7 separate regions of the Mus musculus genome follow, and all the other regions are linked to region 7. Evidence: chromatin contacts called from public HiChIP or PLAC-seq and promoter capture Hi-C data. All regions are on one chromosome and are shown on one strand. Each heading gives the region's core, a stretch centred on a gene start, on an enhancer-like site or on the middle of the called end of the contact. The rest is flanking DNA. Distances are from core to core; before and after follow the strand shown.

Region 1 (3,516 bases), core at 959-3,458, 750 kb before region 7:
CCACGCGCAGGCGCCTTGGCAGTTGTTGGCTTGGTAGGTCTCCGGGATGAGCACTGAACGCTCCGCGCGCAGATCTACACTCAGCTCGCGCAGCGCGCAAGGCCCGTCTGTCCCTGTCCCCGCGCTGCGCCCCGTTCTCCCACGCCCTTCCCGCCCATGCCACTCGGCACGTAAGCCCTGCAGCGCCTTTAGCAGCAGCAGCGCGCGCAGCGGGTCCCCGGAGCTGCGGGAGTCGTTGGGACACAGCGCTAGCAGGCGCGCCAGCAGCGGGGGAGCTGTGGGTGGCAGACCCGGGAGGTCCCGCAGCTCTGAGGCTGCCGCCTGCAGCTCCACTGCCACCCTGCGTTGCAGGCCCGCTGCCCAGGGAGCAGAAGCGGGGCCGTGCAGCGGCATAGGTTCCCTCTCCGTGGCCGCAGCGGGTGACAGCAGCAGTAATAGGGGTTCCTCCCAGTCGAGCAGGCGTCCCAGTGCTGCGGGGTCTGACAGGTTGACCAGGCCCTGTGGGAAGCTGGCCAGCGCACCAGGGTCCAGGGCCAGTTGCGTGTTCGAAGCCTGGGTCAGAGGTCCCCGCAGAGCACGAACCAAGCGAGTGAGGGTCTCTAGGAAGGGGTCGGCGCTGTGTGGCAGGGCCTCAGGCTCCAGGGACAGTCTGGAATAGAACGAAGTGGGCCAGCTGTGAGCACAAGAGGCTATGGTGGACCAACTACCCCCTCCAACGTCCCAGTTCCTCCTCCATCCCTGTGCGCACCCAGGCTGCGGGAAAGGCATGGTGTCCAGCTGGCCGTGTGCTGGCTGCGGTGACGGCTCGGCGGGTGGCAGCACCACCAGGGTGGGAGTCATCCGCGTGAAACAGCGGGAATCAGAGCCAAATAGAAAGGCTTGCAGCTGATCGATGCTCAGGGTGGCACCTGTAGAGGGTGGGCACGTGCTGGCTGAGGGCTGGGGTTAAGGGCAGCTTCCTTCCACTCTGTCCCCTCCCCTCTGCCAGGACCTACCTTCTCTGCTTGGTTGAAGGGTTAAGATGAGGCCCGAGCCGCTCCAGGCCCCCGCTGGGAAGTCCACGGTTAGCACCAAATAGCGGGTGTCCCGAGTAGGGCAGAGGTTCTGTGGACACAGGGACTCTTGTCAGCAGGACTGGGGAAGATGGTCAGGCTACAGGCACCACCCCTGCCATACTGGGAATAGCCTCCCAGGTGTACTCCTAACCCCACCAACCCTTCCATTTGGCACAACCTCAACCAGAAGGCTGTTAGGGGATGGGCCCATGCCAGTCTCTGGTACCTGTGTGCCCCGCAGTCCAGTCCCTGTGACTGTGACCTGGGGGCCTGGTCCAGGGTATAGCACTAACAGGGCCTGCTCCCAGCGGCTGGCTCCCCCAGGTGGAGGCTCTTGGAACTTCAGCAAGAGCTCGGGCTCCCATATCACTGTGGGCAAATATTGGTTGACTGAGTCTCTGAGGCCATTAGCTTCAGTCCCTCAAGATCTGTCCTACAGAAATTCCCTCAGCTGGACTCTTCACTGGAGATCTTCTGGGGCCATGTAGGCCTGAGGGACCCTGATCCAAGGTGTGGAGACCTTGCTTGTAAGGACACAGCAGCTCTGCTGTCATCTGTCTGGAAGGTGTGATCATTGGGGTGTGTCCTGCCATCTTGCCCACTACAGTTCCTGAAAGGGTGTATAAGGTTCTGCCTAGCAATCCAGCGAGGCCCCCTCCCCCAAACCCCCCTCCCCCAGCTTCTGCCCTAACTCACTCAGTCCCAAGGCATCATGGGCGCTGAGACAGAGTCCATCACGTACCTTCAGCCAGATGTAGGACTAGCAACTGCTGTTCTCCAGTCTCCCCTAGCCAGGCCCCAAGGCGCTGCAGGGCAGGCAGGGTAGCCTGGGAGTCAGTGCTGCAGACTCCGAAGGTGGCCAGGTCTTGGGGTCCCCAGCGAGACTCCTGGACAGCCTCCAGGAAGGCATACTCATAGCTGTTCAGACCCCCCACCACCCTCAGGGAAGCTCTGCTTGTGTTCCCCTCTCCTCTCACTGTCACCAGGCACAAAGGTTCAGGGGGGCTGCTGGGGGGCCAGAGCTCATCTTCAAGGAAGATGAGGCCCCTGGTATTGGTGGCCAGGTTTTCAACCGCCTCAGGCTGTAACACAGCCCCCATAGTCGCTAGCAGCAGTACCAGTGGAGAGAGGTGTGGCCCCTGCATGGTGGTACAGCAAGGTCCGGGTGGCCCTGCTTATATGTATGGCTGAGCCAGATTGCTTGCTTGGGAGGGACGCCCCTATCAACACCAAAGGTGACCTTGGGGGACAGTGCCTGGCACTTTTCATGCCCAGCAGGTGGGAGGCGACTGTCTCAAAGGGCTTTCTGTCCTCAGAGCTGGGCCCATAACTGCAGAGGCCTGAGCTGTCCTTGAGTAGCTCCCATCTCCCTGGGGAGCCCACCTGGAGGACGCCCCAGGTCACCACAGCTTCAACAGAGACAAGCAGTATCCACCCTCCCCACTACCAAACACACAGCAGACAGGGAGACACGGGGGAGGCTGTTTAATAGGCTCAAGGCAGGACAAATAGAAAACCTTCCAAGGACTGGCAATGGGAAAAGACCACACAGACAACAGAGGCTGGTGGGGGGACTGCTCAGTTGCCTGGGGGAGGGGGAGGCATGTTCCCAGGGCCATCTGAGGGGAGTGGGGGCCTCAGCATGGGGGGCATAGGAGCAGGGTGCACCCCAGGATTTGAGGGGTGAACCCCTGGAGGCTGAGGGTGGACCCCCGGGGCAGCAGGGTGGACTCCAGGAGGCGGCTGAGGGTGAACCCCTGGTGCCTGAGGGTGGATCCCAGGGGCTGGGGGGTGTACCCCAGGGGCTTGAGGGTGTACTGCAGGAGCAGGTGGGTGTACCCCTGGAGCCTGAGGATGAACTCCAGCTGATGGAGGAGGGTGTACCCCTGGAGCTGGTGGGTGCACCCCTGGAGCTGGTGGGTGCACCCCTGGAGCTGGTGGGTGCACCCCTGGAGTTGGGGGGTGTACCCCTGGAGCTGGTGGGTGGACACCTGGAGCTGGTGGGTGCACTCCTGGGGCTGGTGGGTGCACTCCAGGGGTGGGTGGGTGCACTCCAGGGGCTGGGGGATGGACCCCAGATGTTGGTGGATGGACCACTGGTGCTGGGGGGTGTACCCCAGGAGCTGGGGGATGGACTCCAGATGTTGGTGGGTGTACTACTGGGGCCGGGGGGTGCACCCCAGGAGCTGGTGGGGGCATCTGGGGAGGTCCAGGGGGCCCAGAGGGAGCAGGCCCAGTGGGGGGCATAGGAGGGAGAGGCAGGCCACCAGGTGGAGGTGGGGGCAAGGCATCAGGGAGTGGTGGGCGAGGAGGCAGTCCATTCATGAGTGGGGGCGGGGGCCGCTTGACGCCTGGGGGTCCTGCTGGGAGGCTGGGAGGTGCTGGGGGCTTCTCCATCTTAAAGTGGAACTGAAGAAAAAACTGTAGGAGAGAGGGTCAGTGACTGGGGCAGGGCCACTGA
Region 2 (3,248 bases), core at 39-2,538, 540 kb before region 7:
AGTTCCAGGACAACCAAGGATACAAAGAGAAAGACTACAAGAAACAAAGAACATTTACTGCTTTTGTGAAGAACCTGGGTTTGGTTCCCAGAACCCATGTAGTGGCTCACCAGCAACCCAACTGCCCATAACTCTAGTTCTTGGGAATTTGACACCCCCTCCCTGGGTACATTTGTTGTGCACACACATGAGTGCAAAGCACACATACATATAAAATAAACAGATAAAGAACACCCTCTGCCCCCTACACTCAACTCAAAACGAGGGCCAGTGAGATGGCTCAGTGGGTAAAAGACTCTTGCCAGAAAACCTGAGTTTAATCTCAGGGACTCACTCGGTAGAACAGAGAGGATTCCCACAAACTGTTTTCTGACCTCCACAGGCGCTCCATGGCGCAGTAATGTAAATACACAGACAAATAAAATTGGGTTGTAGGGTGCTGGTGAGATGATTCAGCGGGTAAGAGCATCGACTGCTCTTCCGAAGGTTCTGAGTTCAAATCCCAGCAACCATATTGTGGCTCACAACCATCCACAACGAGATCTGACGCCCTCTTCTGGAGTATCTGAACACAGTTACAGTGTACTTACATATAATAAATAAATAAACATAAAATAAAAAAAATTGGGTTGTAAAGGTGTTTTGCCTATGTGTCTGTCGGGTATCTGAAGAAGCCTGAAATGGGAGTAGATTCTCCTGGAAATGGAGTTACAGGTGGTTGAGAACCACCTTGTGGGTCCTGGGATGTGTAGTGTTCTTAAAGGGTGAACACCTCTCCAGCTCCTGTCTTGAGATCCTGAGAGAAACTCATTTTATTGCCTCTTCCAGGAATTCACGGAGGGGATGAGCAGATGGGGTGGAGGGGGAAGGCAAGGATAATTTAACCAATCAACTGGGAATGCAAATCCCATCCTCTGAACGCAGCCCTACTCCGGTCAAAGTCACACCCTATCCAGGTCCTGCCCCCAGACCATTCGGTTCCGCCTTTATTCCAGGCCCCGCCCCCAGACCGCTCTTCACCGGGCACCTTGTCGCCAGCCAAGCTTCTTCAGACCATTCACCTTCACTTCTATTGAGGCCCCGCCCCCATATAAAGCCCCGCCCGCATAACCAAGTCCCGCCTTCCATCTTGAGCCCCGCCCAGAAATCCGACTCCTCCTTCTCATGGCCCCACCTCCAGCACATGTACCGCCCTCACAACAACCTACCCAATCCGCTTCGCGGTCGCTTTGCTCCGCCCCCATAAACAGCCAGAGGCCTCCTCGCTTGCGCATTCGCCTCGCATCACTTCCGGGGGCGGTGTTAGGTCAAGCTCACTTCCGCCCGCGGCGGAGCTGCGGTGGTGGCGGTGCAGGAGGCTGGGTCGGGGTCCCCGGGGGACAGACAGACGGACGCACGGGCGGGCGGCCGGGAGCCATGGAGTGCGGCCCCCGGGCCGGCGGGCGCGGGCGGCGGTGAGTGCAGGCGGGCGGGCGCGCGCGGGCTGCGGCGGTTTATGGTGTGGGGCCGAATCGAGCGGGGGCCCTGCGTCCGAGACCTCCCTGCGCTCTCCGGGGATGGCTGTGAGACCAGCGCACCCACCGTGTCCCTGGCATCCCCATGTCCCAGTGCAGCGATCCTGGAGCAGTCGCTTAACCTCCTCAGGACACGGCTGTGTCCCCAAGAAACGCCCGGGCCAGCCGCAGACCCAGGCCACTGTCCCACACCCTCTCTGTCTACATCTGTCTGCTGACATTCACCGGCCACCTTTGCCACTCACCTGGCGTCTTCCTGCCAGCGGGGGCCCACTGCAGGCTTCCTTTCTGCAGCCCAGGACTCCTTTATGGTTCCTCATCACCCCCACGATGAAGCCCTCTTGCTGAAGCACCCTCTTGCTGAGGGTGCAGCTTGAGCAGACCCTGCTCCCCTGGGAGCCCTTGCAGTTTTTCGAATCCTCTCCTGCTGCCCGGGTTTACCTCTGCGGTCCTCTGTCACTGAGCTATTTCCTTTTTTTCACGTGTGTGCGCCCACGCAGAGGACAGCTTCCTGAAGTCAGTCCTCTCCTACCATGCTGGTCCCCTGATCCAAATCGGATTTTCAAACTTGGTAGCAAGTGCCTTTACCTGCTGAGCCACCTCCCTCAACCCTACATTCTTTGAACTCTTCAGCTCCTAGAGGGTTGCCTCCCTACTATGACTGGCCCGGTGAGGCATGCCAGAGCAGACAGTCATATGTAGGTCATCCTAGAGCCCTTACAGTAGCTTGGTTGCTTGTAACACCAGGGCCTGGTTTTATGTCTGTGATCACAATGCTTGGGCTTTGTGGCAGTGAGTGAATAATCCCGGCTTACAGTACCCAGTGGCCCCATCTGTGACATGAGGTCCCACATGCTGTCTGTCCTCTCCATATAACACTGGCAGGTCCCAGAGGCTTATGTCTTTAATGTCTTTCTTCCACAGCTTTATTTTCTCTGGCTGCCCTGCACATGGTTGTTGAGTGGAAGTGGGTCTTCCAGGTCCTGCCCCATGCAGGATGGAGAACTAGTTAACTGTAGAAGTATCTGGAATCATGACTGAGAGTTCCTCCCCATATGGCAGACTCAGGATACTGGCATACGTAGGGACAGCCACAGGCAGGAAACTGAGGCCTCCCCTTGCTTGACTTGTCTAGAAAACATACTGCAGGTTGAGACCCCAGAAATTACACACCTGATAAGATGTGTGGCTAGGCATGAGGTCTGTGACTAGGAGGAGGAAGGACAACTCTAGAAGGGAGGTCACTCAATAGGTGTGTGCTGCAGAAAGTGTCAAAGTAGCGAGGGCCAAGCCTTTGACACGGAATGATAGCGGCGGCTGAGATGGACCTTCGTAAGGTTAGAGTGCAGTTGGGGAAAGGTTCAGGTGGTGGTTGATGGAACCAGCAGGCTTAAAGATGATGGGAGTGACCCGGAGGGGAGTGTGAGGGACAGCACTCCCTTTCCTGGCCTTGGTTCACTTTGTCTCCAGCTTGGTCAGGTGTTCTTTCTCACTGGACCACAGGTCCTTCCAAGCCCTCTGTGTCTAAGGGGTGTTAAATGAGGAGGCCTTGATTATAAAGCCAGTGTCTCTAAACATTGACCTTGTGGATATTTGGAGCGGGGTCATTCACTGATAGCCTGTTCTGGGCTATTCAGGGTCTTGGACAGAGTCTCTGGTCCCCACCTGCTCTGTAGGTGTGCTCCCAGTTACAGATGTGGCCTGGTGTTGTCTTGGTTCCCACCTGCTCTGTGC
Region 3 (3,114 bases), core at 429-2,928, 620 kb before region 7:
AGAAGTAACCCGTGTCAAGTACAGCTTCCTATCCCGTGAGCTTCCCCTGTTTCCCTATTTCTAACAGGGCTCCTGGAGGCAGTCTCAGGACAGGTCTGGATTAGGGCACAGAACTCACACCTTAACGAGGGCTTTGTAATTTGGCTTTTCTTCCCAGCATTTGAACTAAGTTGCAGGAAACAAAATAGATTAGAGCTATTTGCTGCCATCAGTGTGAACGGCTGACCCAGGTGGGCCACGCTTGAATGTGGGTGTCATGTTTTATTTGAATTGTTAGCCTGAGATAGGATCTGGCTAGGTAGCCCCAAACTACAGAGACATGCTGGCCCCCGTGGACACACACACACATGCTACAGCTAGCCACAGGTAGAAGCTATTTCTCTTACATGTGTCCCAGGAATGGGCTCAGGCTATAATTGGTGGCAAACTCCTTTAACAGCTGAGTAGAGACCCTTGTTTGAGTCTGCCAGGAATTGATCCCTGACTGCCTTGAGCTGAAGTTCTATCCCCTGCCCAAATCTGTCCAGGTAATGAACCTTGTACAGGCATGACAATCTGAATTAGAGACAAACATTTCTGCCAATGCAATCACTAATGACGACAATGAGGCTCGGGAGTCAGACAGATGACTCATAAGTTAAGCCAAACTGTTACTCTTACAGAGAACCCAGGGTACAGCCCAGCACCCACATCAGGCATCGTGTAATTTCACCTCTCTTCTGACTTTCCAGGCACCTGTATGCATAAGGCACACACACTCACACGGACGAGGACCTGTGTGAGTGCACACAAACACACAAAGAGCTGCTTGAGGTTCATGAGGCTCCAGCCTCAGTAGAGGGTGGTGGTAAAAACTTGTAGACAAACTACCCTGAAGAGGGAAAACAACCTCTTTGTGCACGGAAGCAGCCGAGGCAGCAGGCACAACGCGGTCTGACTGTATCCGAACCTGAATCGGGGATCCTAGCCCCTTCTTGTCCCAGCTATCCCCACCGAGGGCTGCAAAGGACCCAAGAGGTTCAAGAAGGGTTCATCACGGATTGCAGAGCTGGAGCACAGGACAAGGGCATCAGTATTCAGTAAAATTAGGGCTGGCTTGCCCTCCTTCGGCAGCTGAACGCGGCACCCGGCTCAAGGACAGGGAGCAGAACCTGCAGCGCGCAAGCCAGCGGGCCAACTGTGACACAGGAGAAGGCGGCCTCACGGCCCAAACTGAAGCCTTCAGTACCCTTCTGCGCAGGCGCAGGCGACTCCGGAGGCTGGTCACCAGCCTCTCCACACAGTCCTCTCCCACCCCCCAGCCAGGTCACGCGGCTGCAGTCGAGTATCTTTTCACGCTCCGCCCCCACCGTGGGAGTGCGCAGGCGCGCTTGAAGCTTCGCGCCCCACTTCCCTCGGAATCTCCCCTTCCCCCTGCCAGCTCGAAGTGCGCAGCCGTGTTTGGAGTCGCCAACACGGTCGCTGCGCAGCTCCACTCCGCTCCCCGCTAAGCTCCGCCCCTTAAACGGGAGCGCGCAGCCGTATTCTGCATTCCCCGGCGTGCTCTTCTCGCTGCGGCCTTCGACGCTCCTGGAAGCTCCGCCTCCTCTGTTCCCTGAGAAAGGCGGAGACTGGTGCGGAGGGGCGGGGTAACTTCGGGACCGCGCCTATAAAGGTGGCCGCGCCGGCCGCGCGCGCGGCTCCTCTCGGCGGCAGCGGCCCAGTGGAGGGGTCCGTGGTGGCGGTGGTGGCGGCGGTGGCGGCGGCGGCGGCGGCGACGGCGGCGGCGGCGGCGGCGGCAGCAGCAGCGGTGGCTGTGGCGGCGCTGTTCCCCGCGCAGTCCTCGGAGCGGGGTCCGGGCTGTGCTAGGTGAGGTGACGGCGCTGCGACCCCGGCCGGTGTCCGACCCCGGTGAGCGCGGCGCCAAGGGCGACATTCTCCGAGGGAGGAAGGAAGCCCGAGTCAGGCGCGGGAGCTCCGCCGAGCCCCGGCCGCCTCCGCCCGGCCGAGCGCCTCTCTCAGCCTCGGTCCTTTGTCTCCTCCGCCCGCAGGGTCGCCTCCCAAGCCGCCCCCCGGGCCCCGCGTCCCCTCCCCCGCTGGTGGGGCCCGGACTGAAGATGGTGCAGAAGAGAACAGCCGAACTTCAGGGCTTCCACCGTTCGTTCAAGGTGAGGGGTCCTGTCCGGGGGTCCCATTGCAGTGACGGGTGCGACGGATAAGCAGAGCCTACTCGGGAGGCTGGTGCAGGGCTTGGGAGGGGTGCTTGCATTGGACTTTTGTGCTGGAGGTGGTGGGGGTCAGCAGGCCGCAGCCCTGTCCCCATCCTCCTAGTAGCTCTCTCTTCTAGGACCCTCAACCCCCACCCCCAGGCTTGTGATTGGTGGCTCTGTGTCCCTTGCAGTTAGCCCGATCACAGTCGTCTGTTTCTGTGTGTGATCCTAGGCAAATCGAGTGTTTCTGTTCCTTGCAACTTCCAGGCCTGTCTTGTGCTGGTTGGGAGAGTCAGTAAGCTGCAGCCTTGCTTCTAGCTGCCTACTAACTCTTCATGAACTGCCCCAGGCTCCCCTGTGATCTGTGGCTGTGTCCCTAGCAGTTTCTCAGCCCGGGCTTTCCTACCTCTGTATGTGGTCTCTGATGGACTTTACATTTGTTTCCTGCAGTGTGTGCTTGTTGCAGGCTACAACCTGTCCCCGGCTGCCTAGTAGCTCTTTCTTTCAGGACCCACTCCCACCACTGATTGGTGGCTCTATGTCCCTCGCCATCAGCCTGATCTCAGTCTTGTGCTCCCCACCCACTTTCTGTATGTGATCCCACACTTTCTGTGTCCCCCAGGTTGGCCTTGTTCTGGATGAAAGCACGTCAGCAGGTCCTAGCTCTCTCTTTTGTGAGCTCCCCTAGGTTGGCTTGTGGTCAGTGGCTGGATGTTCCTTGCAGTCTCTCAGCCCCGTCTCCCCTACTTCTGTGTATATAGTTCCAGGGAAACCCTGTATCTGTCCACTGTAGTCTCAAGCTGGCCTGTGCGGTTGGTTGGGATCAGAGGGGATGAAGCCTTGTTGGGGAAACCCTTTGGCACATGGGTATGCTTTGCCCCACTGCAACCTCCACACTTGGTGGTGGCCTGTGGAGACCTTCCCT
Region 4 (3,440 bases), core at 157-2,656, 600 kb before region 7:
GCCCTCCTTCCTCTCTTCCCCTTCTGCCTCCCTGAGTAGCTTTGTCCACCTTTGAATTTGTGATCCTCCTGCCTCAGGCTCCCAGTGCTAGGATGGCAGGTGTTGCCCACCATGCCCAGATACATAGTAATTCCTGCCCCTCCTCCAGTCTCTCCTTCCTCAGGCCTGGCCTGTCCTCTCCTCCTCTTTGTACCTTACCCCTCACTCCACTTCTTTCCCTTTCTGGGTTCACAGTCTAGTTTGGGCTCTTTTTATTATGGTTATTATTATTATTATTATTATTATTTTTTTTTTTTTGAGACAGAGTTTCTCTGTGTAGGCTGTCCTGGAACTCACTCTGTAGACCAGACTGGCCTAGAGCTCAGAAATTCGCCTGCCTCTGCCTCCAAAGTGCTGGGATTAAAGGAGCGCGCCATCACTGCCCAGCTAGTTTGGGTTCTTAATGTCCTACAGCCTAAGGCAGAGCCGGGATTGGCTAGGTTCAGGGGCTCAGGAGCATTGTGTGGGTGGGATCAAGGGCCTGAGACCTCAACATCCTCACTTCCTTCTGTTCCTCTCCGTTTCTCCTAACCTTCCCGCATTCACCATCTTCAAAGGCCTGTCCTTCTTCCTTTTTCCCTCCATCCCTATTCCTCTGTCGGCTTCCATCTAGACCCTGTGGCCCCGCCCTCTAGCCCCGGGGTGCTCAGATGCACCACGCCCCTTCACCTCAAGTCTGGGCCTCTTTCCTCCACTGTGTGATCTCCTCCTCCTCCTCCCCTCCCCTCCCCTCCCCTCCCCATGCTGTCTTTCCTGCTTCTTTCCTCTGTCTGTCCTTTACCTCTCCATGCCTTCCCTGCCTCTCCTCATCCTTCTCCTCCTGCCCTTGCTCGAATCCAGGGATGGCCTGCGCCTCCATGGCCCGGACTACCTCCCCTACCTCCTGTCTCTGCTCCTCCCCCGTTACCACATCCTTCTCTTTCCTCCCATTCAACCCCTCCTGTTGCCCTCCTCTCTGTCCCAGTATCCATTTCTCCCTCTCATTTCTCTCGGTCCCTTTTTCCTCTGTTTCCCCTTCTCCTTCCTCCTCTGGCATTTCGGGGCCCTCCTCTTCCTTGTCTCACCAATCCTGGGCCTAGCCCTGCCACGCCCATCCTCCCTCCCCTCCTCTCTACGCTCACAATCGCTTCTCCATCTTCCTCTCCTCCCTCCCTCCCTCTCTCCCTCCCCGTTTCCCTTTCCAATCCATCCTCCTCCCTAGCCTTGCCCTTTCTTCCCCCTTCCCGTCCTCCCGTTGGCTCCTCCCTTTTTGTCTCCTCCCCTCGCCCCTCTCAGGTCTCGGCTCTCTTTAGCCCCGCCCCTCCCTTCCTCCTCTCAAACGCCCCGCCCCATGACCACGCCCTCCGTGGCTCCGCCCCCGCGCCGCAGCGACAAGATGGCGGCGGGCGGCAGCGGGCGCGCGTCTTGCCCGCCGGGGGTCGGGGCCGGCGCGGGCAGCCTGGGTCCCAGTGCTAACGCGGCCGCCGCCCCCAGCAACGCCGCTGCCTGCGCCCCGGTGCCTCCGCCGCCCCCGTCCCCGCCGCCTGGGCCCGGGACTGACGCGCAGGCCGTGGGCGACGAGCGCGACGACGCGGGCCCAGGCGCGCTGCTGCGCGAGCCCGTGTACAACTGGCAGGCCACCAAGCCCACGGTGCAGGAGCGCTTCGCCTTCCTCTTCAACAACGAGGTGCTGTGCGACGTGCACTTCCTGGTGGGCAAGGGGCTCAGCTCGCAGCGCGTCCCCGCGCACAGGTGGGCCGCCGGGACGCGCCCGGACCCTGCAACCCCAGACCCTGCATCCCCAGACCCTGAACCCCACCCAGACCCTGCACCCCAGGAACCAGCACCCTGAAACCCTGCGCCCTACCCGGGACCGTTCATCACAGACCATGCACTCCACCTGGACCCCGCACACTCTAAACCCCGTAGTCCACTCAGAGCCTGCACCCCCCCATTCTGTTCCCCCACCCGGATCCTGCACTTCACCTGGACCCCGCACCCCATGAACCAGCACCTTAGAACCCTGCACTCAAGACCTTGAACTCCACCCAAGACTGCACCTCAGACCTGCACCCCTATCCAGGCCCTGCATCCCAGGATCCTGCATCCCAAATCCTGCAGTCAGACCTTGCAGTCTGCTTGAACCCTTCATCCCAACCCTAATCCCAAGAGCCTGGACTGCACCCAGATTCTTTATTCCTAGATATTGCACCCCAGACCTTGCATCCTAGAACCCTGCACCCCAAGAATCTGCATTCCACCCAGGATCATGTACCTCAGACTCTACACCCCACCCAGACCTTTCACCACCCCTGGACCCTGAATCTGGAGCCTCAGGCTCTTACCTTAGGATTCCTGACCCCTTCACCTGAACCTGGTTCCCACAACCCCCTTCCCCCACAGTGTACTTCCTAAACATGGGAACCTGGAGGTTCTGTTGGGTCCTGCCTGCCTTGAACCTGGTTCTAGGGCCATTTCATTTTATCCTTAGGTTCTGCTCCGTTCTATCCTGGATCCTCTCTGCTCTCTGAATCCATTAGTCACCCCAACATTCCTCCAGCTTATCCAGTTCTAGGGCCCCCTCCGTCCCCACCCATGACCCCTTAGATCCCCTTCTTACCCCATGTTCACACCTCACACCATCTAACCTACTGGCCCCATCAGAGACCCTTGCCTCTTGTTCCTCCAGCACTGGGCTTCCAGCCTGTCTGAGCCATCACCCCCAGACCTCACCATGGCCACGATGAGTTGAGCTCTTTGGGAGTGGGCAAGGGTCTGGCACAGCCTCAGAAAGGATTGAGGCCTTTTGCGAGTTCTGTGCAAGCTGTGGTAGCGTGTACCGCCTGCCAGTGCGGTTCTTGGCACATGACCTTTATGACCATGTGGGGTAGCTTGTCCAGCTTGATGGCAGGAATGGGGAATGTGGACGTGGGTGTGTGTGTGTAGCCCTCTGGGAAAGAGAGAAGTGGTCTCTTGCTGGAGGGGCAGAGGTGAGGGGAAGTGTTGACTCAGAGGTCTCTCACTCAGGTGGGGGCCGGAGCAAGAAGAATGGGGATGTTGTAGCCCCTTTACAGCTTGTGGAGAGTTGGGGGGGGGGGGCTTCACAGGTGGTACGGTGGGCAGTGGAGGACTTGGCTTCCAAGTGGCTGAGGTTTCTTAGTGGTGCTGTGGAGGGTTGCTAAGGGGTCGGCTGCCTGACTTGTTGGAAGGCACCAGAAAGACCCTTCAGGTCCTTCCTTCTTCTGAGCTCTCTGGGCCTTAGTTTCCCTACCTGTGAACTGGACTCATTTAGATAACCCCATCTGGGACTGCTCGAATGTGTTGCCTCTGTATTGTGCTTGTAACAGTCTCTCAGGGTTCAACACAGACGAGTCAGAAGGTAGCTGTGGGGAAGGGCCATAACTCCCTGGGCCTGGCTGCCA
Region 5 (3,063 bases), core at 3-2,502, 700 kb before region 7:
GCCTAATTCGAAGAGGCAGAGGACAGGTGCAAGGGCATCCCAGGACACACATGTTCCCTGGGACCCCAGTGAGGATGTGAACTCAGCAGCACCAGGGAACCCCACTGCTGTATCTTCTACTCAAAGCATACAAAGGGCCACAAGGGGACAGTACACTGACCTCCGCAGGCCCTCCTGGACTTCAGAACCCACTTGCCTCTGGCACTTCCACTTTAAGGGATAACACCTCCAGCTTTGCAGAGTCGCACCAGCTCTACCCACCAGCATGAGAGGACAACCTCCAGACTCCCTAAGTCCCCTCTAGCCATGCCACCAACATTAAGAAACAACTGCTCCAGCATTCCAATGTACCTCCAGGCCAATCCACCAACGTCAAACGACACATGAGGTACAAATTGAGATGACAACCTCTCTAACTTCTCAGGTTCTTTCAGCCGGGCACCCTGACATGAAGAAACAACTATTCGGAGCCCTCCTACCACTCCACGAACGTGGGGGGACAACCCAAACCCAAGGGCCAACCTCCCCCTGACTTCCTAGGGTTCTTTTTAGCACCTGCCCATGAACATCAAAAGGTGACAACGAGAAAGGGCATAGAGGACAATAGGAGAAGGCATCAGGATAAGAAACAGATGACTGGAAGAGGGCACGTGAGGTGACAATTTGAGGTGACAACATGAGGGGTCGCCACGAAAGGCAAGGAATCCCCGACTTCTCAGTCTCTACACCCCTGCCCACAAGGTCGGTCCAGACTCAGGTCCTCAAAGGCTGGAGACGCGGGGCTCCGGGCCGGCGGCGGCGACAACGCGACCGGCCGCGTCAGGGCAACGGCAGGCGCGGGCCGAGAACGGCCAAGGACCCGCCGCCGCCGCCGCTGCCGCCGCGGAGCCCCACGACTCCTACCCCCGCGTTCTCCGCAAGTACACTCACGTAGACCGGCAGCGGCCACGGGTAGACGGCGGGCTCGGCGCCCACAGGCGACTTGAGCCTCAGCTCCAGCTTCTCGCCCATGTCGGCGCGCGCGGCCGCCGCACCATGCTAGGCGGGCGGTTGGGGGAGGGGCGGGGCCACCGGCGGGAAGCCGGGCGGGCGGACACGGGCGGACGCGGGGCGGACGGCTGAGGACAGACGGCCCGGCCTGTGCCTCGGCCGCCGCTCCCGTGTGGCCCCAGCTCCCCTCTTTGTAGGAGTCACAGAGCCGGGGCGTCTAGAGCCGCCGCCATCTTGGGCCGGCGTGAGGAGAAGGCACAATGAGCCGGGGGGTCGGGCGGAACCACTCGGCGAGCGCGCGCGGGGGAGGCCGGGAGCCAAGAGGCGGTGCGCGCCCAGAGCCTCCGCCCGCCGCGCCGCGCGCGCCACCCCTCGCACGCCACGCCCCCTTGGACTCGCCCTCCTCCGACCGACGCACGCACTTACGCACGCAGCGGCGCACGCACGTCCTCGGTTGCCCTCCGACGTCGCCGCCAGCCGGAAGCGGGGACCCGGGGAAACCCTGCGGAGGAAAGCGAGAGAGACCAGGCGGGGTCAAGTTCAAATCCCAGTTGCACAGGCTTGCTTCGCGTCCCTTCGCTTTGCTTTGCTTTTTTCTTTTCTTTCCATTTCCTGTTCTTTTTCTTTCTCTTCCCTTCCCGTCAATTTTCTTTTTCTGTTTTTCTGGCTTTTTCTTTCTTTCTTTTTTTTTTCATTTTTCAATTTTTCCCCTTCTTTAGCTTTTCTATTTTTTCACTTTTCTAGCCTATCTGCTTATTGTTTATTTACATGCTTTTTTTTTTTTTTTTTTTTTTGAGACAGGGTGTCCCTGGCTGTCCAGGAACTCATTCTGTTGACCAGTCTGACCTCGAATTTACCAAAATCCACCTGCCTCTGCCTCCTGAGAGCTGGGATTAAAGATGTGAGCAATAAGTTAATTAATAAATCATCAGTCAAATTGGACCCTATAGGTCGGAGGCTCTCAATTAAGAGTTCAAAGCAATGTTATTCTCTGACCTGCCCAGAACTTTACAGAGTCAGGAGCCAAACTTATTTCCTTCTTAGGCCATTCCAATCCTTCTAATACTTAAGTTCCCTCCCCCCAAAACCTTCTGAGAATAAGTTACCTTGAGGTGAGCTGTCACCAGCTCACCAGCCGCTTCTGGATAGCTGCTTCTTCTTCCTGACTACATGGGAGTGAATGTAATCTAGGGGAGATGGCTCCCACCCCTCATCCTAGCGCTTGCCAGCCCCCAAAAGAAGGATCCGGAGCTAGAAGCCATGCTGAGCTACCAAGTAAATTCCGGGCCAGCCTGGGCAACTCAGTGAGCCCTCGTTCCAAAACTAAATGACGTGGTAAAAGACTCTGTAGCTTGGTGTCTCAGTCAGGGCTTCTATTCCTGCACAAACATCAGGACCAAGAAGCAAGTTGGGGAGGAAAGGGTTTATTCACCTTACACTTCCACATTGCTGTTAATCACCAAAGGATGTCAGGACTGGAACTCAGGCAGGTCAGGAAGCAGGAGCTGATGCAGAGGCCATGGAGGGATGTTCTTTACTGGCTTGCTTCCCCTGGCTTGCTCAGCTTGCGCTCTCTCTCTCTCTCTCTCTCTCTCTCTCTTAAATACATTTTTTTCCCAAGACAGGGTTTCTCTGTGTAGCCCTGGCTGCAGCTTGCTCTCTTATAGAACCCAAGACTACCAGCCCAGGGATGGCACCACTCACAAGGGGACCTCCCCCCTTGATCACTAATTAAGAAAATGCCTTACATGGGCTGGTGAGATGGCTCAGTGGGTAAGAGCACCTTACTGCTCTTCCAAAGGTCCGAAGTTCAAATCCCAGCAACCACATGGTGGCTCACAACCATCCATAATGAGATCTGACTCCCTCTTCTGGGGTGTCTGAAGACAGCTACAGTGTACTTACATATAATAAAAATAAATTAAAAAAAAAAAAGAAAAAAGAAAATGCCTTACAGCTGGATCTCATGGAGGCATTTCCCCAGCTGAAGCTCCTTTCTCTGTCAAGTTGACACAAAACTAGCCAGTACACTTGGTATGATGTAAGCAGGTCAAGAAACTGAACTTGCCAGGT
Region 6 (3,408 bases), core at 587-3,086, 650 kb before region 7:
ACCCACACACCTCCTCACTCCATCCCTCTCCCCACTCCCCATACCCCGCTCCTCACCTCACTCCTCCCTCTCAAGTGGAAGGCCTGGTCTTACCTCATCTTTTCATCCTGTCTGAAATAGAATGGGGCTCCAGTTAGACCCTCCAGGTCTGCCACCACACCAATTCAGGGAAGAATAGGTTTCATGAAGACCCTTCAGCCAGGATGGCTTGCCCCCTTCCTCCAGCTGAACTTGGAGACCTTTGAAGGGTGTGGGCAAGGTCCTCCTGAGCCTTGGCAAGCTTCAACCCCTCATCATAAGGCACACACAACCTTGGATTCCAGCAGGAACTTACTTGTGCCAGGTGTTTCTACAATGACAGTAGGTTTGGAGTCAGGGGACCAAGTGGCCTCCCTTGGTGTCTCCCTCTCCATGTCCTGGTACCCAATAAGCCCCAGCTCACATGTATTTCAGAAGGCCCTGTACAGCTGACTCCCACTGTGCCGATGACCTGGGGTGGGGGGGGGGAACACAAGACTTGGTGGTGGGGTATCCCCAAGGCCCTGGTCCCCTTCCTTGCCTAGGACCCCAGGGGCAGTGGGATTGCTGCATGAGCCATACTTGCAGTAGTAGCCAAAGCAAATGACGTGGGAGTCCGTGCAGTTGCTGCAGGAGATGGTCTCGTACTGGTAGATACCTGCAATATATGAGAAGCAGCCCCAGACTCCCCTGGGCCCTCCCCAGCCTGGGCCACTGCCACTGTGGCCCTTAGCCTGGACCATGGTTCACTTACCACAGTGACGCTGACAGTCAATGCGGCCTGGGGAGGGGAGGACATAACAGGATAGTGCTTTCTGACAAGGCCCAGAGCTCAACACCTCAGCCCCACTTGTTTTTGTAGCCCAGGATACCCTAGCACAGAGAAGGTAGCCTAGGCTGCCTTGTGATTTGTGGCAATCTTCTTGCCTCGTTCCCTCATTTCTGAGTGCTGGGATTACACGCTTGTGCTACATGAGTTTCATGGATGTAGGAAGGGGTCAGTTGCAGTGAAAGATGGGGATAACCTAAGGGAAGGATGGTTCCATTGTTCCTAGGTGCCACCAGGAGACTAGTTTGACAGAAATAAGGGGGTGATGGGCATGCTAGCAAACATTTATGCAAAAGGGCCTCCTGCAGAGTCACTCCTCCCTGAGCCCTGTTTCCAGTGCCCCTAGCCCTGAAGTGCCAGCGGCCATGATCATCTTCCCCTCTGTGGAGCCCACTGCTCACTCTCTATGATGGCGTTCTGGATGAGGCGCACTTGCTCCCGGAAGATGGCCCGCAGCTCATTGGGGAAATACCCTGATGTGAGAGTCACAGCAGAACGGTCAAGTTCAGGTGCGTAGCAGCTCGCACCGGCCCCACCTGTTTCTCTTTTTACCTGGGAAGTACATCTTCCCCTGGTACAGCTGGTCCATCCTCTGGTACACGGCTTCTGCTACTTGATATAGCTTCTTCCGGGCTAAGGGCAGGAGGAAAAAGCAAGCAAATGAGTGGCCCTGCCCGGTTCCCTGCTGCTCTTCTGACCCTGGAATGGGTTCCGCCGCTCACTGATCTCAGCAGGAATGGCCAGATGGAGCTCCTTCATCGTGTTCTGGATCCAATCGGAGAGCAGCATCCCCGACACAGGAATGTCACCCACCCACCACGACTTGAGGTTCACGTGGTGACGATAGAAGGAGAACTTCTCCGCGAAATTGGGGTCGCACTGCAGGCAGCCCCGGGCCAGCGCCGCTGTCATGCCCAGAAACAACAGCAGGGCCATGGCCTGGCCCAGCCTGCCTTGCCCAAACATCGGCGCCGCCAGCGCCGCACCCTCCAGCCGCGCACCAACCAACGGTGCCTCCCGCGCCACGCCCTGCCACGCCGCACCAACCAACAGCTCGCGCTGTGGACCCTGGCCGCGCCATCCCCTGCCCGGGCCTGATCATGCTTCCAACTCTGGTCCCGCCCCGCTTAGACATGTCCCGCCCACCGGGCCTGATGGCGCAAGCCTTTAATCCCAGCACTTGGGAGGCAGAGGCAGGCGAATTTCTGAGTTCGAGGCCAACCTGGTCTACAAAGTGAGTTCCAGGACAGCCAGGACTACACAGAGAAACCCTGTCTCGAAAAAAAAAAAAAAGACAGCGCCTGCCCACGGATGGCTCCGCCCCTACCTGGCCAGGCCCCGATTAGACTCCTGTCCCAGGCCTGGTTCCGCCTACAGGCCTGGTACCGCCCACGGATGGCTCCACCCCTTTCTAGCCTGTCACCACACCCACCCCACCGCCATCCGGACTTCTGTCCCAGGGCTGGCTCTACTGGATCTCCCCAGGAGAGTGTAACTGAATCTCTCCAGTTACAATTGGCAACTGGTAATGCCAGTCTGTCCCCAGGCTCCACCCCATCCACAGCGCCTTACGCATGCGCTTTGGGCTGGCGCCAGTTCCCGAGCCAGCGAGGGAGGGCTCGTCCCGCCCCTCATCCGCTCCACTACAGCCAATTAGCAGCGCCCGTCCTGGTCTCCAGGGGCGCGGAGTGCCGCCTGCCTTTCACACCGTGATCCTCCGAACTCGGGCGCCACACCTCCATCCGGGCTGCTTCCCTTTAAGGGAAGTAAATCCGGCTGGCGGGCGCGGCCTGGGCGGGGCGTGCGGCGTGTCCCTCCGCGGGCGTGTCCCTCTGCGGGCGCGGCCGGAGACTGGGCGAAGCGAGAGACGGTTCCGGACAGCCAGGTGGGTCCTCCGAGGGCCAAGGCGGGCGGCGGGCAGCGGGACTTCATCCCTCAGGGTGACAGTGTCCAGCGACCGGCCCAGAGTGGGCGCTGGGGACCTGGATCTGTCAAAAGGAGGGAGAAAGGAAGCGTCATGGATCAAAAGCGTGTTTAATATTTGAGGTCCTAGATAGCACAGGCTAGCCTCCAGCGGCTGGATAGGATCCTCCTTCCCATCTCCGCTGACTCATTTGTTTGAAATGATCACGTTTCTGTTAAACTTCATTGAAGGTCTGGGCTCTTGCTCTGGAGTGAAGCATTTGCCTTGTGTGTAGAAAGCCCTGGGTTCTATCCCTACTTCTGCCTCTTCAGCACTCCTCGGCCTCCCCTAAATAAGCCATTGAAAGGCTGGATGGAGAGACTCAAAAACAGATCACAGAAAGTTAACTTTGGCCGCAGTTTCTTTTTCTTTTTTCTTTTCTTTTCTTTTCTTTTCTTTAATTCTTTCCTTTTATATTTAGCCCAGGCTATCCTGGAACTCAGCGAGATCACCCTGCCTGTGCCTCCTGAACGCTGAGATTAAAGGTCTGCGCCAATAACTTTGCCTTTTCTCTTCCCTCCTGCCTCCACCCCTTCCCTAGGCTCCATAGAATAAAGTGCCTACAGTCAAGTAGAGGTTGGCATAGTGTTAAGGCAGG
Region 7 (3,135 bases), core at 491-2,990:
TTAATCCCAGCACTTTAGCAGGGCAGGCAGATCTCTGAGTTCTGACCCAAACTAGAGCTACACAATGAAACACACACACCCCCCCCCAAAAAAAACAAGGAAAAAAAAAAAACCTAAAAATTTGGCACCTGCTCCCCACCCAGGTCCAGAGCCATCTGTCCCCTCCCTCCCCCAGGGCCACTCACTTTCCCAGCATGCCCCTGCCCTTGGGCTGGACTTTCATCCATTTCCACAGTGGGTGGGCATCGTCCCCATTTACACAGATCTTGCTGTACATGTCAAACTTGACGTTGTAGCCGGCTGCAAACTCCTTGATTTCTTGATTACTTCCTGGCTCCTGCAGGAAGCAACATTTACTTGGAAGATACACTACACTGTACACTGAGACACACACACACACTGACACAGCCCCCCACCCCCACCCCGTATGAGGGGCATTGCCTGGGGAACAGCCACACACCTGCCTCCCAAACTGGTTGCAGGGGAAGGCCAGGATTCGTAAACCACACTCAGCATATCGGGCATGCAGATCGACTAGCTGAGTGTAGTTTACGTCAGTTTTGCCTCATTGCGAGGCCACGTTGGTGACGATGCACACGAAACCCCTGGGAGAGAGAAAGAGTGGGAATGAAGCCAGTCAGGAAATCCCCATTTTCAGACCAGCCATGCACACCGCCCATATGACTAGAAACCCACCTGTACTTATCCAGGCAGACCATGTGCCCGTCGATGTCCTTGGCTGAGAATTCGTGCATGGAGCGCGCACAGCGCCAATCATCGCGGGATGCACACTGTAAAACAGGAAAACTGAGTGTCCTAACCCAGGTCCCCTAGGGGAGAAGAATCCGGTGCCAAAGAAAGAAAGTCCTGGGGCACTAGGTGGAGGAGTCTCAAGGTTCCTTCCATTAAGTACGCCCCTTTCAGGTCGTCCTGATAAGATCTGTGGACACCCCTAGAATATGCTACCAGGGAAGAGGACGGCAGGGGTATCCCTGGCCGCACACCAAGCCCAGGAACTCGGAGCTGTTGCAGTACTGGGGAGGCTCTTGCAGCAGAGGCCCCGGGTTGAAAGGTTCAGGAATGGGCTCCATCCGGCGAGGGCGCGCCCTCCTGCGGCGGCGCGCGCGCGCTTTCCTTCGCCGAGGGCCCGGGCGTTTCCTAGGACTTTGGCGTCCAGGTCCACGGCGTCGCCGGCCTCTCGGGGATCCGCCGCGCTGTCTGCAGCGTCCCCGCTTGCGGGCGGCCGCGCGGCCCATGCCCGCCGGTCTGTGCGTCCCAAGCACAGCGCGGGGACAAAGAGCCGGTAGCCAAGGCGCCGCCGACTGTGACGCACCAGGCCGGGCAGGGCGCGTGACCAGGTCAGAGCCCGCTATGGTGACCCCGACACCGGTTCTCACCGCCCAAGGACCTCCCGCGCCGAGGCCTAGCCTTGTTCAACCCCGGAGATGCCTATCAGGCTCCGCTTTCCCACCTGGGTGCCCCCTTCTCTAGCTAACCGATCCCACGACCCCTGATCTCCACCCTGGATACGGTGACCCGACTCCGAACCCCGCCCCCACCCGCGATCCTCCAAGTTCCCAGTAGCCCACCATGGTGCCTGCCAGACCAGGCGCAGCCAGAGCCCCGCACAGCAGTGCTGGCTTAAGTAAGCGGCTCAGACGGCCCCAGCTCATCTCGGCGGCCGGAGCCAGCGGCTCCTCCCCTCACGCAGCCGACCAATGGACGCGCGAGGCCGAGTATGGCTTGCCCGCCCTCGGGCACGCCCACTGACGTCTCTTATTGGTCAGATGCGCCTGCGCTAAGACGCGAGGCCCCTGCAGCCAATGGGAAGCCTGAATGAAGGGACGGCTTGGGCGGGGCTGGGCTTACGAGTTTGTTGTTATCAGCAACTGCGCATGCCCAGTGATAGGGACGCGGGAGAAACGGGAGCCGCGTTCTCGCGGACGACGCGTTGGAGGGCTGTGGACAGTTATCCGCGAGGTTGCCTGCAGCGGAGCAGGGTGCCAGGGCGCTTTGGGGAACCTCTGGGAATAGAAAGCGTGTCAAAGTCATCCCCTTAAAGAGCCCCTTTGAAAGTACAGGAGTCTCCTTTTTCTACTGGAAACAGAATCTCATGTAACCCAGGCTAGCCTTGGACTGTTTATATAGCAGAGGATGACCTTGAACCCCTGGACCGCCAGCCTCAGCCTACTGAGTGCTGGGATCTCGGTGTCGGCCAATCCCCACATCCCTTCCATTTCTATTTTCTTTATCAGAGGTTGCCTCCTGTAGCTCAGGCTAACCTAAACTATGGAATGGCAAAAGTGTGCTGCCATGAGGTGTAGGGATGGAACCCAGAACCTGCAGCATGCAAGTGAGGGCTCTCAACCCATTGAGTCCCGAACCCCAGATGTAGCTTCTCCCCCCCCCCTCGACCCCCAATTTTACAGTTCAGCCGGTCTTAGAACTCAGCAATCCTGCCTTAGACTCCTAGGTACTAGGGTGATAGATAGGTCAATGACACCAGGCCCTATCTTGTCACCTGTAGATATTGATTCCTGTGAAGTTGATTTGAGGGGGTGATAAGAGGGCTTGGTGAGAAAGCCATTGCCATGAAAACACAGGACTATGTCCCAATCGAAGCACCCACGCAATCTGGTGCACAAGGATGCTCTTGTAATTCCAGAACCTGCGATTCCGAGGCTGGAGCATCCCTGCAGCTAAGTCAGGTCACCCAAGTACTCGTGGTCAGAGAGAGAACCTGCCTCAAAACCAAGATGGAGATGGGCCTAGTGGTCACACTCTTAGCCCCAGCCCTTGGAGCCTAGAGGGCAGCCTGGTCTGGTAAGCAAGTTCCAGGTCAGCCAAGGCTACAGTGAACCCTGTGTCAGGAAAGCAAGGTGGCAAGAGACATATAAATAGTTACTATTGTCCTCAGAGGTCCCTGCCTACATCAAAGAAGCCACAGGTCTTAGGGGCCTAAGTGAGAAGCTGAAGGCCCAACAGTTCCTCCTGCAACTTCACCTATGGCCTTGTCCAGCCCCCACAGCTCTCAGCCCAGCACTGGGCCCTTTGCCCTCCCCGTGTCACAGGAGTGACTCAGGACATTCCTCAGCTCAGCTGCCTGTCCACGCCCTCGCCTGGACTCTAATCCCT

Evidence for each region. HiChIP or PLAC-seq counts read pairs in DNA pulled down with a chosen protein or histone mark. Capture Hi-C pulls out chosen DNA fragments and counts their contacts.
Region 1: a contact with region 7 is called in a promoter capture Hi-C map of liver, with 2.5 times the contacts expected there. The contact joins the promoter of Amh here to the promoter of Gpx4 in region 7. A contact is called at or near these places in 1 of 39 promoter capture datasets (pre-B cells) and 1 of 9 other capture datasets (liver).
Region 2: an HNF4G HiChIP or PLAC-seq map of pancreatic cancer cells shows a contact between it and region 7. The contact joins the promoter of Abhd17a here to the promoter of Gpx4 in region 7. A contact is called at or near these places in 1 of 39 promoter capture datasets (cranial neural crest) and 1 of 115 datasets of contacts at active chromatin or transcription factors (pancreatic cancer cells).
Region 3: a promoter capture Hi-C map of liver shows a contact between it and region 7, with 2.2 times the contacts expected there. The contact joins the promoter of Mknk2 here to the promoter of Gpx4 in region 7. A contact is called at or near these places in 2 of 39 promoter capture datasets (the C10 cell line and pre-B cells), 2 of 115 datasets of contacts at active chromatin or transcription factors (pancreatic cancer cells and thymic regulatory T cells) and 1 of 9 other capture datasets (liver).
Region 4: a contact with region 7 is called in a FOXA1 HiChIP or PLAC-seq map of pancreatic cancer cells. The contact joins the promoter of Btbd2 here to the promoter of Gpx4 in region 7. A contact is called at or near these places in 1 of 39 promoter capture datasets (cranial neural crest) and 1 of 115 datasets of contacts at active chromatin or transcription factors (pancreatic cancer cells).
Region 5: a contact with region 7 is called in a FOXA1 HiChIP or PLAC-seq map of pancreatic cancer cells. The contact joins the promoter of Dot1l here to the promoter of Gpx4 in region 7. A contact is called at or near these places in 2 of 39 promoter capture datasets (liver and pre-B cells) and 2 of 115 datasets of contacts at active chromatin or transcription factors (double positive thymocytes and pancreatic cancer cells).
Region 6: a contact with region 7 is called in a FOXA1 HiChIP or PLAC-seq map of pancreatic cancer cells. The contact joins the promoter of Izumo4 here to the promoter of Gpx4 in region 7. A contact is called at or near these places in 1 of 39 promoter capture datasets (pre-B cells), 1 of 115 datasets of contacts at active chromatin or transcription factors (pancreatic cancer cells) and 1 of 9 other capture datasets (liver).

Annotation. Positions count from the first base shown.
Region 1 is chr10:80,803,932-80,807,447 of GRCm38.p6, reverse strand. Amh (anti-Mullerian hormone) reads right to left here and starts at 2,208. Exons shown (of 5, transcript NM_007445.3): 1 at 1,798-2,208; 2 at 1,282-1,424; 3 at 996-1,104; 4 at 749-908; 5 at 1-649. The coding sequence starts at 2,200. Sf3a2 (splicing factor 3a, subunit 2) reads right to left here. Exons shown (of 9, transcript NM_013651.4): 9 at 2,526-3,476. The coding sequence ends at 2,634. RefSeq lists a promoter at 2,166-2,386.
Region 2 is chr10:80,588,381-80,591,628 of GRCm38.p6, reverse strand. Abhd17a (abhydrolase domain containing 17A) reads left to right here and starts at 1,288. Exons shown (of 5, transcript NM_145421.2): 1 at 1,288-1,454.
Region 3 is chr10:80,674,857-80,677,970 of GRCm38.p6, reverse strand. It overlaps Mknk2 (MAP kinase-interacting serine/threonine kinase 2), which reads left to right and starts at 1,678. Exons shown (of 14, transcript NM_021462.4): 1 at 1,678-1,890; 2 at 2,031-2,147. The coding sequence starts at 2,097.
Region 4 is chr10:80,654,460-80,657,899 of GRCm38.p6, reverse strand. Btbd2 (BTB (POZ) domain containing 2) reads left to right here and starts at 1,406. Exons shown (of 9, transcript NM_145361.3): 1 at 1,406-1,770. The coding sequence starts at 1,415.
Region 5 is chr10:80,753,392-80,756,454 of GRCm38.p6, reverse strand. Dot1l (DOT1-like, histone H3 methyltransferase (S. cerevisiae)) reads right to left here and starts at 1,252. Exons shown (of 28, transcript NM_199322.2): 1 at 931-1,252. The coding sequence starts at 1,011.
Region 6 is chr10:80,701,121-80,704,528 of GRCm38.p6, reverse strand. Izumo4 (IZUMO family member 4) reads right to left here and starts at 1,836. Exons shown (of 10, transcript NM_027829.3): 1 at 1,570-1,836; 2 at 1,400-1,480; 3 at 1,249-1,320; 4 at 773-799; 5 at 601-676; 6 at 443-490; 7 at 335-349; 8 at 94-111. The coding sequence starts at 1,813. It overlaps Mob3a (MOB kinase activator 3A), which reads left to right and starts at 2,709. Exons shown (of 4, transcript NM_172457.2): 1 at 2,709-2,732.
Region 7 is chr10:80,052,170-80,055,304 of GRCm38.p6, reverse strand. Gpx4 (glutathione peroxidase 4) reads right to left here and starts at 1,740. Exons shown (of 7, transcript NM_008162.4): 1 at 1,590-1,740; 2 at 697-791; 3 at 461-605; 4 at 186-337. The coding sequence starts at 1,673.